Regions from separate parts of the Zea mays genome. Here all the other regions are linked to region 2. The links are chromatin contacts, called in public Hi-C maps. All regions are on one chromosome and are shown on one strand. The core of a region is the stretch at or near the end of the contact, and the rest is flanking DNA. Distances in the headings are between cores, read along the strand shown.

The links. A called contact is a pair of places that touch in the nucleus more often than the background predicts.
Region 1: a contact with region 2 is called in a Hi-C map of endosperm, with 2.8 times the contacts expected there. The contact joins the promoter of LOC103651425 here to the promoter of LOC100281461 in region 2. A contact is called at or near these places in 3 of 25 Hi-C or Micro-C datasets (ear, endosperm and tassel).
Region 3: a contact with region 2 is called in a Hi-C map of ear, with 1.9 times the contacts expected there. The contact joins the promoter of LOC100382454 here to the promoter of LOC100281461 in region 2. A contact is called at or near these places in 3 of 25 Hi-C or Micro-C datasets (ear, endosperm and leaf).

The regions. Positions count from the first base shown.
Region 1 is chr3:219,953,385-219,958,115 of Zm-B73-REFERENCE-NAM-5.0, reverse strand. It overlaps LOC103651425 (potassium channel AKT1), which reads right to left and starts at 1,533. Exons shown (of 11, transcript XM_008677057.4): 1 at 659-1,533. The coding sequence starts at 852.
Region 2 is chr3:220,141,841-220,146,434 of Zm-B73-REFERENCE-NAM-5.0, reverse strand. LOC100281461 (plastidic ATP/ADP-transporter) reads right to left here and starts at 1,418. Exons shown (of 5, transcript NM_001399074.1): 1 at 541-1,418. The coding sequence starts at 1,317.
Region 3 is chr3:219,990,739-219,995,511 of Zm-B73-REFERENCE-NAM-5.0, reverse strand. It overlaps LOC100382454 (alpha/beta-Hydrolases superfamily protein), which reads left to right and starts at 3,139. Exons shown (of 7, transcript NM_001175195.1): 1 at 3,139-3,647; 2 at 4,139-4,446; 3 at 4,602-4,773. The coding sequence starts at 3,380.

The DNA.
Region 1 (4,731 bases), core at 284-2,783, 190 kb after region 2:
AGGGGCAAATGGAAAATTAAAGCAGATGCGAACGATCAAAGAAGCCAGAGTAAACAAAATCAAAGCAGAAGTGCGACTACTAAAAAAGCAAAACATAAACAAATCAATTATTAACTTCAAAAAGGGAAAATAATTATTCAGTCCAAGTCAAACCAAGAAAGTAGTAATATATATATATATATATATATATATATATATATATATATATATATATATATATATATATATATATATATATAACCATTATCTGTTCACAATCGAAGAGAACTAGAGACAAAAAGGAAAAGAAGGCAGCGCACGGATACAAACAGCTTTGAGGCTTTGAGCTACATTAAACAAAAGAATTCACAGGTTCATGGAAAACATGTGAAACGCTTTGGAACTCAACAATAAGCGAACCACATACGAAGAAAAAGCTCGGCTGGACGGCCGCTATCTTCATCCAGAATTACAATACAAGCAACTCTTCGCTGAGCATCACCAAAACTGAAGCAGGCAGGGCAAGCCACCGGTGAGGCAAAAGCAACCGGCCAGCAATGCAACAGCAACAAGCCACGTGATCAATCCAGCCCACAGAGACTGAAAACCGGTAGGAAGGATGGCACAGGCAGGCAGAACCGGACGGGAACTAACTAATAACGAGGAGGACGCGGCGAACCTGTATCGGCGGTCGTAGGGCGAGACGATGAAGGGCCTGAGCTTGGCGCGGCGGTTGCTGCGCGCGCCGAGCGACGGCAGGATGCCGCTGGAGATGCTGTAGTGGCTGCCGTCCCGCGACAGCTCCCTCTCCAGCGCCACGCCGCGGCCCCACGGCCCGCACGTCGGCAGCCTGGAGGGCCCCCACCCTGCCATTGCCTCCCACCGCTCGCCGCCCGGCGGCGATGAGATAAACCCAGCCGGGGTTTTACGGGGAGAGTGATGAGAGGGTAGGAACGCGAACGCCCCCCCGAATCTGGCAGCCCGTGTTTGATTAACTAAGGATCGTTGTCTAGGCAATCCCCCCCTCGTGATTCTATCTATTTTCAGCTTTTGGACAGCTGCCGCGGCGGAGGCGCGGGCGGTGGCCGGTGGGGCGGCGGAGACGCGCGGGCGAGGGAGGAGAGTTCAAGCGGTCAGCGGAACTAGTCTGGGTGTGGGAGCGCGCTCGGCCCCATTTTATGGAGCGGCTACTGAGAGACTAGTCACTAGTCAGCAGTCACGGGCAGTGGGGGCAGGTTGGCAGCGGCGCAGCGCCAGCACCCCGCAGGCCCGCACGGCCGCACCCCGCAGGCAGCGGCGGCGGCGGCAGCGGCAGTGCGGCAGCGCCAGCAGCAGCAGCAGCCGAGAGAGAAATACCATCAACGGATTCCGCTGTAGCCTGTAAAGTCTCCGATCCAACCTGCCAAAGTGCCAAGGAAACATAAGAGCCTCGGATCCGGCGTGTGCAACGTGGGCATTTTTGCGTGGTTTCTGCTTTCGCCAAAAGGTTCTTTAATTAAATTTTTTTGAACCCGTGTATAGACGGTCAACCAACGTAATAATATAATACGCCGCGGCATTGTAATAGACGGTCAACCAACGTATCATTCTGTGTGACATGCATAGTGATAGATAGCTAAGCAATTTCAGGCATAATTAAATCCATAAAACTATCGACAACTTTGTTAGAAAAAATGTAACATTTTGAATAATCAATAAGGGTGTGCCAGTTATGCCGCCAATGGATACACTCCTTGACATTGCATCCCTTCATGTATATAAACATGATTCCCCTGCAATAAAGTTGATGTAGTCATTCTTCCAAACTTGTTTCCACTTATCACAACACGTTATCAGCACGTGCTCGCGATAACAGAGGGAGAAGAGAAGGATCGCTCGCTGTTTTGAAGAAGAACGGAGGCCCCGACCTCAAAATCTACAAGAAAGGTATAGAGCAAACCGTTCCTCTTCGCATCTGTCGTATGCATGACGTTCTTCATGTCGTTAATGATGCACTGTTGGAGGCGTATGCCGTTGGGCAAGAAACGATGCTCCCACCGGTGAATGCCATCCCTGCACATCGTGGTCAAGTGCACACCGTACATTTTTGTGTGATCCACGGATGAACAACAGTAGTGCCGCTGCCAGTTGTTGAATGCGGCCTCCCCATCACACTTCCATCACCCTTATAGTTCAAGGAAGGAGTCAGTCACAAGAGAGTAGGACCGAGATCCTTATCTACATATATACATATCTATTAATCCCTTATATGTCGGGTGCATTTGTTACAAAGGAGATATACAGTTAAGATGATCTTCTTATCCACCAAACCCTTTCCTGGCACAAAACCATGAGAGCTCTGCCTGAGTTTGAGTTGCCATCAAAGTCTGGGTCATTGGTCGAAATAGAGTTGGGCCCACTAGCTAATCTTCTGAGCATCAACGTGTTCATGGTGCTCTAGGTACATATCATTTATAGTATCCCGAGTTTTATTTGACTGACTCACCAAATCAGTCAGATGAAGCTCTTCAGTGAACGTTTCTAAATGACTTGAATTATATGCAACAGACTTATTTCGTTTCCTGACTGAGTCCACAATTTTGCCATTCACTCTACGGAGTCTAGCGTAATTGAATTGTCAACTTAGGCTAGACAATGTTGATCTTTTTCGCATTGAGCAAGGTTGTTTTGATAGAGATATTTGAAGTCTCCATTTTAAAAACATAATCATGCACCTCTTGGTGCATCCTATGGATCTAGCCCTTGAGCTCGACGTAGCTAAGTCATCTTGTAAGTTGAGCTTAAATATTTGTCGATTATGGTTGTCATGGTCTTAACCTATCAAGTCTAGGAACTCGATTTCTTATAGCTCGTAACTCAGTCTAGGAGCCTTTGAGTTGACTTCCAAGAACTGGTTCTCTTAGTACTCTAGTAGAGTTGTATGAGGTGGCTTCTAGCCCCAAGCCAAAGGGCTTGGTGATAGTTCACCTGTTACATAATGATACTTCGAGACAAAAAATGCATTAGATAATCTCTACTATACTTAAAGCACAAGTTTCAACAGTCGTCCAACGTCATCTTTTTACAAAAAAGTGCCTACATTTCTTCTAAATCAACTCAGCGTAAAATATTAAAAAAGGTACAACAGGTGGGGTTTGAACCCATACCCTGATGGAAGAAGGGTGGAAGACACTGGGTGAAGCCATCTAACTAGTAGAACATTATGGCCAAGTGTTTATAATATTGAATATAAATTGTACATATGTATATATGATTTTTAAAATAAAAAAAATTGTGCCGGGCTGGGCCAGCAATACGGGCCGAGGCTACGACCCAAGCACCGCACGACGCTCGTGCCGGGTTGGCCGAGGCACTATGGCCGACTTGCCAGACACGGCCCATTTGGCCATCTATAACTCCGCACGATAATGATGTCCTCGCCTCAGTTGTCACCACCTTGTTCGCCATTCTACTTCTTTTCTGTCTCCCCTCATGTGTTCACCTCCGCGTCACCCCATTCTCGGCGGAGGGCGTAGGAGCATGCGCCTCCTCCTCGTATTCATTCGACACCAGCCCCGACACCGACTCGCGCAATGGCTATTGCACGTCCACGAGGACATTTCACATCATGCGTGCACCATTGTTTTCACCGTCGTCGGACGTCCCGTTTGTCTTCCCAGTCTTCGCCCTGTTCTTCCTCCCCAACCTACTGCCCCCGCCCACGGTCGCAGCCGCGAGCCGATCGACGCTCGTCTACGCGGGTACCAGGCGAGTCAGTCATGCTCCTGGCCTTTCTCCATGCGTGCCGTCGAGGAGGACATGGTGGCGCCTGCCACCCTTAGGTTATCTTAGCGATGAGGAGTCCAGGTCTAAGATATTGGACAACTAAGGCACATAGCGTGGCAGCAGTCGGGATATACTACGGAGTTGGTGGTGGTGTTGTGTCGCTTCGGCGGGTCCAGGGCTAGGAAGACACTCGCATTCTCTCGCCCTTCTCAGACTGATGCCTGGTGCGGGTGCCTCTTGGTTTGAAGCTGCTCCAGGTGGGCTTCTTTCTTCGCTTGCGTGTTCTCTCCCTATATATCTAGCGGTATACTAGCTATGTTGCCTCTAGATGCCCAGGTCTTCGTCGTGTCCTTCTCCGGCAACGAACAGTTATGCCTGCCTCTTCCCTTCCCCTCCTGCTCTACGAAACCTTGGAAGTAAGGGAGGCGATGGATGGGGGTTCTGATTTGCTGCCTATGGTACCCGTGCGTTCATAAAAAATATTATACGAAGAGTGGAGACAACCAATAAAAAACCTTGAGATCTTTTTGGTGGATAATTTACGTGGGTATTGTTGTGAGCCGTCGCAACGCACGGGTAACCGACTAGTTTAGAATCAATTAAGAGATTTATCAGTTCACTTATTTGAATGAAGTCTTAATGCGCTAAACTACATCCTAGGACTCGACCGTTTTATTCCCCTATGGGAAAAAGAAGTGGATCTTCATAAAGATCCCCACTTTAGAAGCTAAATATTGGGATTTAGCCATTTATGTACTCCCTAGAGTGTACATACATAAAAATTCGAGCCTTAGAGGCTCTATAGTTCCATACCTCTTTAGAAGAAGTTTAGGTTGCCAATTGACAGAGGATTTCTCTTTTCGACCTCTGAAGGGTATTTTTATTGCTCTATTAGTGAACCAAACTAATAGGGGCTTTTGCTATCCCATGGATGGGTCACATGTGACAAGCAAAGTCATGTAGGTTATATTTGTCGGCTTCCTCAGA
Region 2 (4,594 bases), core at 169-2,668:
GCTCACAGTCCACAGCAACTTTTTCCACAGCCACAGCCCAACCAAACAGACCCAAAGACACGTTAGATTTGCAAAAGCCTAGATCCACACCAATAAATATTTCTTTAGAAAGGAGTTATAAAGTGTGAACCATATCCAGCCAAGTTGTTCAATGTAATAGACATCCACAACCAATTTAAGATCGACAATAGCTCAAACATCATTTAGATCGTGGAAAGCGGGCAATAATGGAGCCGAACATATCCAGAAAAAGAAATCAACGAGCACCTAAAATGTTTAATTACCTACCCATTATCCCGTGAAGGCACGAACAAAACACCTCCTGCCTAAACTATCCTGGTAGAGACAAGTTTTACCCTTCCATCAGTGTCGAATAACCAAACCATCCAGTCAAATCATTAGTAGCTAATGAGTGGTTTAAATCAAGTTTGTCAAATCATTAGTAGCTAATGAGTGGTTTAAATCAAGTTTGACAATAATTAAAGAAGGTATTAACATTACATGGCAATATTGATACGAGAATCCAAAGTTCAGACTGACCTGATTAGCGAACCCCCAGAAGAGCACAGAGATGACGACGCTGCCCCAGAGCTCAGCCATAACATAGAACAAGCAGAAGCTCCAAATCCTCAGTATCGCCACCGGACCAAGGAAGCTCGGACCGAGCGCGGCGAGAAGCTTGTCCGCGAGCGCGGTGGGATGGATGACGTCCCTGAGCGGGTAGAGCACAAAGGCGAAGGCGCCGAAGAAGGCGATGAACGGGAAGATGACGGTGTAGAAGAGCGCATCCCGTGAGAGAACGTTGGAAAGCTTGGTGTACAGGAGCATGAAACCGATGGCCATGGGCAGGTTAACCCAGGTCTTGAGGAAAGGGATGATCTCGGCGCTGCTCCCCTTGGCAGTGACCACCAGCACGTCCTTGGTGTCCCGCAGGATGGTGTAGTTGAAGAGGATGCAGAAGAACATGAGCCCCAACGGCACGATCTTCTTGAGCGTCTTCACGTCGATGCCAAGGAGCTTTTTTGTGGACTCCTCCGGCTGCGGCGCCGGCACCGCCGCCGAGGCCGCCGCCTGGGCGCGGAAGGACACATCACCGCCAGCGCTGGCCGCTCTCCGTTTCACGAACCCGTTGCCCAGAACCGCATCGTGCCGTTGAAGGAAGGGGCCCCTCGACGCGAGGAGCGGGGACTGGAGCGCGGGCTTGGCGGCGGGGGAGCGGGAGACTGCACGCGGGCGCAGGAGCGGGAGATGGAGGCGCAGGCCGGCGCGGTGAGGGAGGGCGGCGGGCCGGGCGTGCAGGAGCGCTCGCGACTCCATGGGCCGTCCCGTGGCTTTGCCGATGGCGGCGGCGCTCCGGTCGCTCGGCCCAGTCTGCCCGGCCGCCTCCGCCGGGTGGCTGGTCCAAACCCCGAGACGCGAAATGGGGGGAAAGCAGAGGAGGGGAGGGAGGAGTAGGTTGCGTCGCGGCGGAGGAGCGTTATTAATAAACGTTCGCGCACGATCGGTCGTTGGTTTACAGGACGGAAACGATCTCGGCGGTTGATGTGGGAACGGGGTTGGTGGGCGGAACGAGACAGCGCCTGGCCGCCGCCCGACGCCGTTTCGAGTCAGCACCCGGCAGCGGCGGTCTGGTTCGACAACCCGCAGACCCGCCGCGGCGTCGTCCGTGTGCAGTGTGCTTGTCCCCATGTTTAAAAGGAGGGAAAAATTCCTCTGTTTACGACTTCCCATGCTATCTCGTCGTTTTGTTTTCGACTTCTCACAGCTTGCCCATCCTTGTATTGATCCACATTGCGAGATCAATCATCTGTATTGATACTGGTTTAGAAACGAATTTTCTCGTCTATATGGCCATGTTTAGAATTTGGATCTATATAATTAAAAGTTAGCAACTACAGTATTAATTAGCTTCTTGAGCTGCAAAGCAATCAACTAATAATCTACTCCGTCAAGTCCTAAAAAAGAAACCGTTTTGCATAAAGTTTGAGTCAAACATATAAAACTTTGACTACTATTAACAGTTTTGTTATTTTTTAAAATCTAATATATATATATATATATATATATATATATATATATATATATATATATATATATATCTTAATTTTTTTTGCAAAAGTATAAATATATAAGAGTTTATTTGTATTGTAACAAAAAAATATTAGTCAATCTATATTTTGTAGACCGTGTTATTATCCTAAATAACTTGTATTTTGATATCAGATGGAGTAGCTAGTAAGGCCCTGTTTCAATCTCGCGAGATAAATTTTAGCAGCTTTTTTTAGCTACTTTTAGCTATTTGTAATCTAAACAGGAGAGCTAATGGTGGTAATTGAAGCTAAACTTTAGCACTTCAATTCATATAGCTAAAGTTTAGCAGAAAGCTAAAGTTTATCCTGTGAGATTGAAACGGGGTCTAAGTAAGTGTCCGATTGGTTGGATATATACCGTCTTGGACGATTGCGCGCGGACGAGCCCCACCAGCCTGGTATGTGGTATGGTTATTTCGGACATATCTGTGGTTAAGTAAATAATCTCAAATTGATTTATTTTGTAGCTAGTTATACAGGCGTCACCCGCGTAGATGCAATCAAACAAAAGCTCATACAAAATGATAACCCGCGCATGCAAAAGAGCATGTCTGGGCCTCTGGGGTGGCTTTCCAGACGTAGAATTTGGTCGCATGCCTCATACAGGCCGAAGCCCCACTGGAATCGAGACCAAGTAACTTTTGTTACATCACTTAAATAAAGAATTAAATGAGTAATGCTCTGTTCCAATCTCGCGAGATAAACTTTAGCAGCTTTTTTAGCTACTTTTAGTCATTTGTAATCTAAACAGGAGAGTTAATGGTGGTAATTGAAGCTAAACTTTAGCACTTCAATTCATATAGCTAAAGTTTAACAGGAAGTTAAAGTTTATCTCGTGAGATTGAAACGGAGCCTAAATCGATTTCACCTTTACGTCCCTTACAATTTTACGACAAAATTAGACAACATTTAACATATATTTTTTTTAAAATACTTTTTATTTTTAATTCTCATTCCTCCTCGATCCTAATCCAATCAACTAAACACATCATCTCTTCTCAACCTGACTGGTCACATCCAACCAACCAAACATATTGAATTATATATGTACAATATTTCTCGAAAGTTAGCGTTAACATCGGAAGTTAAGCTATCCCACCGGAACACTAGTAGAAAAAGGCTCAAAGCCTGCGAGACGATATATTTTTACATACGGATTAAGTTATCAACCGACTGTGCTATTTTTAGTGGTGGTTTTTTAAGGAACCGTCTATAGAAATACGATTTCTAGTGGCGGACCACCACTAGAAATCATTTTTATCCTTAATTTTTCGAGTTTTCAAACGATCTCGTATGACAAAACCACCGAAATAAAAGTTGTAGATCTCTAAAAGTTATGAAACTTTATAGTTGACAACTTCTTTATTTGAACTCATTTCGATGCTCAAAAATTGAATCTAAGTATATCAAATTTAAAATTCAAATTTTGCAAACTACCTCGGATGGAAAAAGTGTCAAAATAAAAATTGTATAACTTCAAAAGTTATTCAACTTTGTAGTTGACAACTTTTTTATTTGAATTTGTTTACGGTCTCAAACAAGTAATTTACACTTAATTGGTTGTAATATGTGAACAAAAAACTACAAACTAGACACAAAGCATGTCATAGACAGAATAGTAGTGGATGGTACACGTGATGATGAGGCCGACGGTTCGATTACTAACAACTGTGTAGCGCACGAATTTTGCGCGAAAAATGTCGCGACTTGCGTCGGGCGGGTGGGGTGGGTAAGTCCTCTCCTTAAATATTTTTTTTGCTATTTTAAAAACCCATTTATTGTTTCTAAAAATAATTTTTACTAGCGAATTTATTATGTCGACTGTCAGCGGAAATCGATTTCCATTAACGGTTCTCAGTTACCCGTTTATAAAAATGATGATTTTTACCGGCCCCTAGTACCGACGGTTCTAAGAAACGTAAGTGAAAATAGGTTTACAACGTCAGTAAAAATAGGTTTACAACCGTCACTATAGAGCTCCTTTGTATTAGTGGAAGTTAAGCTCTAGATAGATGCTTGTTACTCATGATGGAGTAGAGATGCTTACTCGTGTTTCTAGGTATATCGAAGGTGAGACAATACTAGGCCTACGATTAGTTTTATGAGTGGAGTAGTTGGACGTGCTAGTGTTTGCCGTGGCTTGGGGTGTTGAAGATGTGGGAAGAAAAATGATACCCTCCGGGTGTATTTGTAGATGGGAGTATATACCTTAGTACGGTAGGTTACATAGTTTATGAGAGTAATGGTGAAAGAATTATCTGACTCGGAGTTTGAACAGGAGAATTATGGCTAGAATATAGAACAATTGTATTGTTTAGAGTTTTTTAGAATATGAACTATGTTTAGGGGACGACATGCTTGGGGTAGGGGATAATTTTATAGAAATTTACAAATAAGAAATATCAAAATTGAAGTTTGGACGAAGGGTCTTTGTAATTTATACTTATAGAAGGAATTAGAAAAAAGAAATGAAAAAGGAATGTTCCAAAATCCGAATATTTGGA
Region 3 (4,773 bases), core at 1,890-4,389, 150 kb after region 2:
GATCAATGAAAGAATTGAATGGGCTGGTTGGGGTAGCTTTTATAGCCCTTAACCACCCATATAGCCATTATGGCGTATGTACCAAAATCTACACTGGCGGACGGTTTAGGGCTAGGGCCCGGACGGTCCGCGACCCTCCAACGGTTGGATCTGTCATTACAACATGTCAACATTTATGTCCGACAACCCAACGATTAGATCAACAGCTGTATTCTCTTAGTGATGACTCGCAGACGGTCTACCCTTGATTCATATTAAAATTGTCTACATGTTAGAAGTATTATTCTTTGTTGCATATTTTAATTAATTTATTTAAACGTTGTTTGTACGATGGTTGTTAGGACGACGTTTCATTTTAAATCTAATTTTATGATTTCGATTTGCGCATTTATAAATCAACATCAAAGTGGTTAACCTTAGCTGAATTATTCTTTATTAAATAATTATTTAGTTTAATCATGTTATCTATTAATTAGTTCTCGCGTGTGGTGTCGGATCGTGCGCCATACGCGTGCTGGGCGCGTACCGTGCACGTGATGCCGTGCTATTTTGCGAGTTGCGATTTTTGGCTTGCGCCGTTATTTCATCTCGCTTATAGTCGCTAACGTTATTTAAATTATTTATCTAACTGAAAGTTGTTAGCGTAGCAAATTAATTTAAAACTAGGTGATAGCTCTAGTTGCAATTAATAAATGTTGATTAATGCGAGTATGTCGAATTACATGTTCTGTTTCATATTTGTACAATGTAGAGGCATTAACTTCTCAATCATAGCTTCGATCTCGGTATTTTTTCCTCGTGTGACTGTAGAAGCAAGCGCTATTTTGTATTGTACATGTTTTTCCTTGTATGCTGTACTGTTTCTTTCTGTTCCAAGGATGTTGAATGTATGTTCGAACTCGCTTAGATAACGTTTCGTCTACGGAGGCTGAGAAAGTTACGAACTTCGAAGGATGTTGAATGTATGTTCGTACTCGCTTGTATTGTACATTTTTCCTCGTACTGTTTCTTTCTGACCTATTATGTCCTATGTACTTTATAGTTCACCATCCCGCATACAATGATTAACCTAAGAAGTGACTAGCTTTCTATTTATCCTGTCCTTGATCACCTTTTTGGGTTGGGTTATTATAATCAACTAATTGCTAGTGTTTACCATAATTAACAAGCATGATGAGAATTACTTTATGATACTATGATTCATTATGATTATAAACTTGTGGCATTTTAGGGTTTGTTCGGTTATTTTCAATCCGTATGAATTGGAGGGGATTGATACGAATCAGAAGAGATTTTGACTTAATAGGGATTGAAACCCCTTCAATCCCCCTCAATCCATATGGATTGGGGTAGAACTGAACAAGCCCTTAGGGGGCTCGGGCGGTTTCCCGAGTGCCTCTCCGTAATTAGGCCTTTTTCGTTTTAGTGCTCTCAAAAGATTTTTCCTACCCTTTCTCTCTCTTTTCCTTTTTGGTGACATCTTGTTAGGGTTTAACTCTAGCCTACCCTAAATTGCTTGGGACTAAAAGGTTATGTTGAGTTGAGTTGAGAGGTAGGTATGGTGATGAAGCTTCTGTACAGTTGGTTCCTTGCCGTTGAGGCACTAATATAGGTGGACCTAATTGCAATAGATTCTACATGTCAATAACTCAATTAGGAGATATTAACTATAAAGGAAGTTCTACTCATGGGGAAAGCGGGGATATACTTTAGGAGTTGTTTGATAGAGTTCTATCGGATCAATTTCCTTTGGAGGGTATTTTTGAGATATTTGGCTCTATGGAAGAAAGTGACTCTCTTTAATTTTTAACTTCTAGTGACTTAGTTTATTTGAAAGAATTACTTTACAAAGAACTGTTTTTCTTCTAAAAACTATTTTGACAAAGCACTTGCTAAATTTGTTAAAGAATTAAGCAATTTTTTGCACCTTAAATATACAACAAAACATGCTCTATATGTCCCTCAATCCTCTCCAATCCCACGGAACAAAACAATCCTTAAGAGAAAATGGAAAACTTAACAAGAGCGCCTAGGGTGGTAATGGACTCCAAACTTCAGACTAGAGATGGCAACGAGTCAGGTTCGGATCAGATGGAGCAAAAATCTGCCCGTGACTCCACCAGTGAAGTCTATTTAAACTCGACCACGATCACATCCGTGGGTGTAATTCCAACCCTGCACCGAACCCATCGCGTTTTAGGTCACCCACGGGGTTTTTACTCAATGTACACTTTAAAACAATAATTTAGTTATAAGCAATTAAGTACCAGCAATAATTGAGTTATATCTACTGATTTTAAGTCTTCTCATGTTGAGCAGCAACAATACATTTCATGAATCATTAGCCAAGACACTTATTCAAAATAATTACTAGTATCTTAATAACTTTTACGCAAAATAAATAATGAGACAAATTTTGGGTAGGGTGTCGGTCACTCGCGAGTTGAAATAGAAATCCGTATCCGCGTGCAGGTTGCACTCGTGGTCAAAATCTTCACCCATACACGCACCTGTCAGGTCGAGTATCCGTAGAGTTTCGGATTTGCATGTTAAGTTATCATCCCTATTTCAGACTATAAAATTTAAGGATCAGATTGAATTAGAGTTAGATTTTTTATTTAATTTTAAATTAAGATTAATTAAAGGTTCAAATAAATTATAAAAAAATTAGATCACGGTCTATTACCACCCTCAAGAGCGCCTCCTGTAATTCTGTTTTGCATCCGTCATTGGATTCAGTCACCACTGGAAAACAAAAATGTAGTTTTCTCCAACATAAGCAACAACAACAGCTAGACCTCGTGTAACCGAAGGATTCCATCTGTCTCCATACGCAAAAACCTCCTACGGTTCTACCAACAGCAGTAGCAAGGAAACGAACAAAATCAAACAATAGAAACCTTTGGGATACAGACAACAAAGCCAGAGGCTTCTCGTCTCCTACCGTTCCAGGCTCACTTCACCACACTAACAAAAAAAAATAATGACCCAGTCACAGCCAGTTTAACACATTAATTCACATGCCATACTACAAAAATATAATAAAAAACCAAACCACTGTTCCATAAGTACCCTCCCCCCTCCCGTTGCGCCTCTCCCCTCTTCTCTTCTCGTCTCCCCTCCGCCGCTTCCGTTGCTCGCAGTGCTGCCTCCCCTCCTCTCTTCACTCGTCAGGCCCTTCCGCCGTCCCGGAGGCTCGAACCCCTCGGCCCGCGGACGGGACCCTAAACCCGCCCCACCACTCGCGCGGGGTTCGCCCGCGACGCATGCGCGGCGGCGGCTGGTACCCTCGGCAGCCGGCGATCGCCGGAAATCTGCGGGGACAGTGCGGCGGCTTGCACGAGTGCCGGACACGGCGGGAGTGGGGAACGTAGGGGAGATGGCGGCGGGAGGAAAGGGCTGGGCGGAGCGGGTACGCCGCGGGGCGAGGACCGCTTGGTTCATGGTGGCCATGGTGGCCTCGCTGCTCGTGGCGTCGTCGCCGGCGCTGGTGGCGGCGGGCGACATGGCAGTGGCGCTCTGGCTCGAGGCGCGGCTCGGCTGCTTCCGAGGCGACGGCCTGCGGGGCCACCTCCAGCGCTACCGTTTTCGGAACTCGCTTGCCGACATACCTCTCGTCTCCGTCGTTCGATCCATCGTCATCACCTGTAAGCCCTCCCGCTGCCTGCTAACTCATTGATGCTTTAGAATGGGCAGATGGCCTAAAAACCAACCCGTTCGCTTGAGTTCGATTTCCTTTTCTTCTACTATTTCTCCCCTTTGTGGTTTATTTGCTCTGGTGATGTAGAGAGTGTTTACTGTTTAGAATCATTTTTTTGGGTGAGGTCTTAGCTTGAGAAGATCTTTTCGCATTCCTCTATGAGGATTTGGTGATCTGAAAGCTACAGTACTCACTACGGCTGTGCTTGTCTTCTTTTGCTTGCACGGAGCTTTCGGCGGAATCTGCGTGTATCTGCAGTTATTAATCACAGAGTATAGCTGTTGCCTGCTCTCTTTTCTTGGGAGGTAGTTAAACTAAGCCTGTTGTTTAGCTGGACCTGGACTGGTTGTAAGAAATTGGGAACCTCTCGAATACCAAATTCTGCTCTGTTCTTAATTTGAGGGCAAAGACTAACCTTATGTTCTGCGGCTTCTGCAGGTGTGTACCTCATGTCTGATACTTCTGGCCTCTCTCATGGTCCTTACCTTGGAACAACAACTTTCTGTTCCTTGGCTTCTCTGCTCATCTTGTTAATTAAGGCATCTGTTTATAGTCCGGCGCAGGACATTGGGCCTGAGCTCTCGCCGTCGTTACCAGATCACAAGCTCAATCTCAAGAATCTATGGGGAATGCCTGTACTTTTCCTGTCTTCCTTGGTGTTTGCTCTTGGCCATGTTATTGTTGCTTACAGAACAAGCGGCAGGGCTCGACGGAAGCTTCTCATTCACCGCATTGACCCTGAATCGGTATGACTGCCATGCATTTGGTTTTGATCTTCTAAATCTCATAAAGTCATCAATTTATAAATAACTTGAGATTCTTTCTTTACAACTTGATCACTGGTTGATGTTAACTTTGACGATTTATGAATTTTTCGTTTTCCTACTATTATTGTTTTCAGATTTTAGCATACAAGAATGCCTTTTCTGGATGCTACAAGGTTCCACGGTCTCCTACACCATACAGCGGAAAGCTTTTTACAAGGAGTGAAAGTGAGACTAAGAGAAAATCACTTATCCAGGACGATCGTGATTTGCCAATCAGTTTTCTTGCAGACAGTGATAGCATGTTCA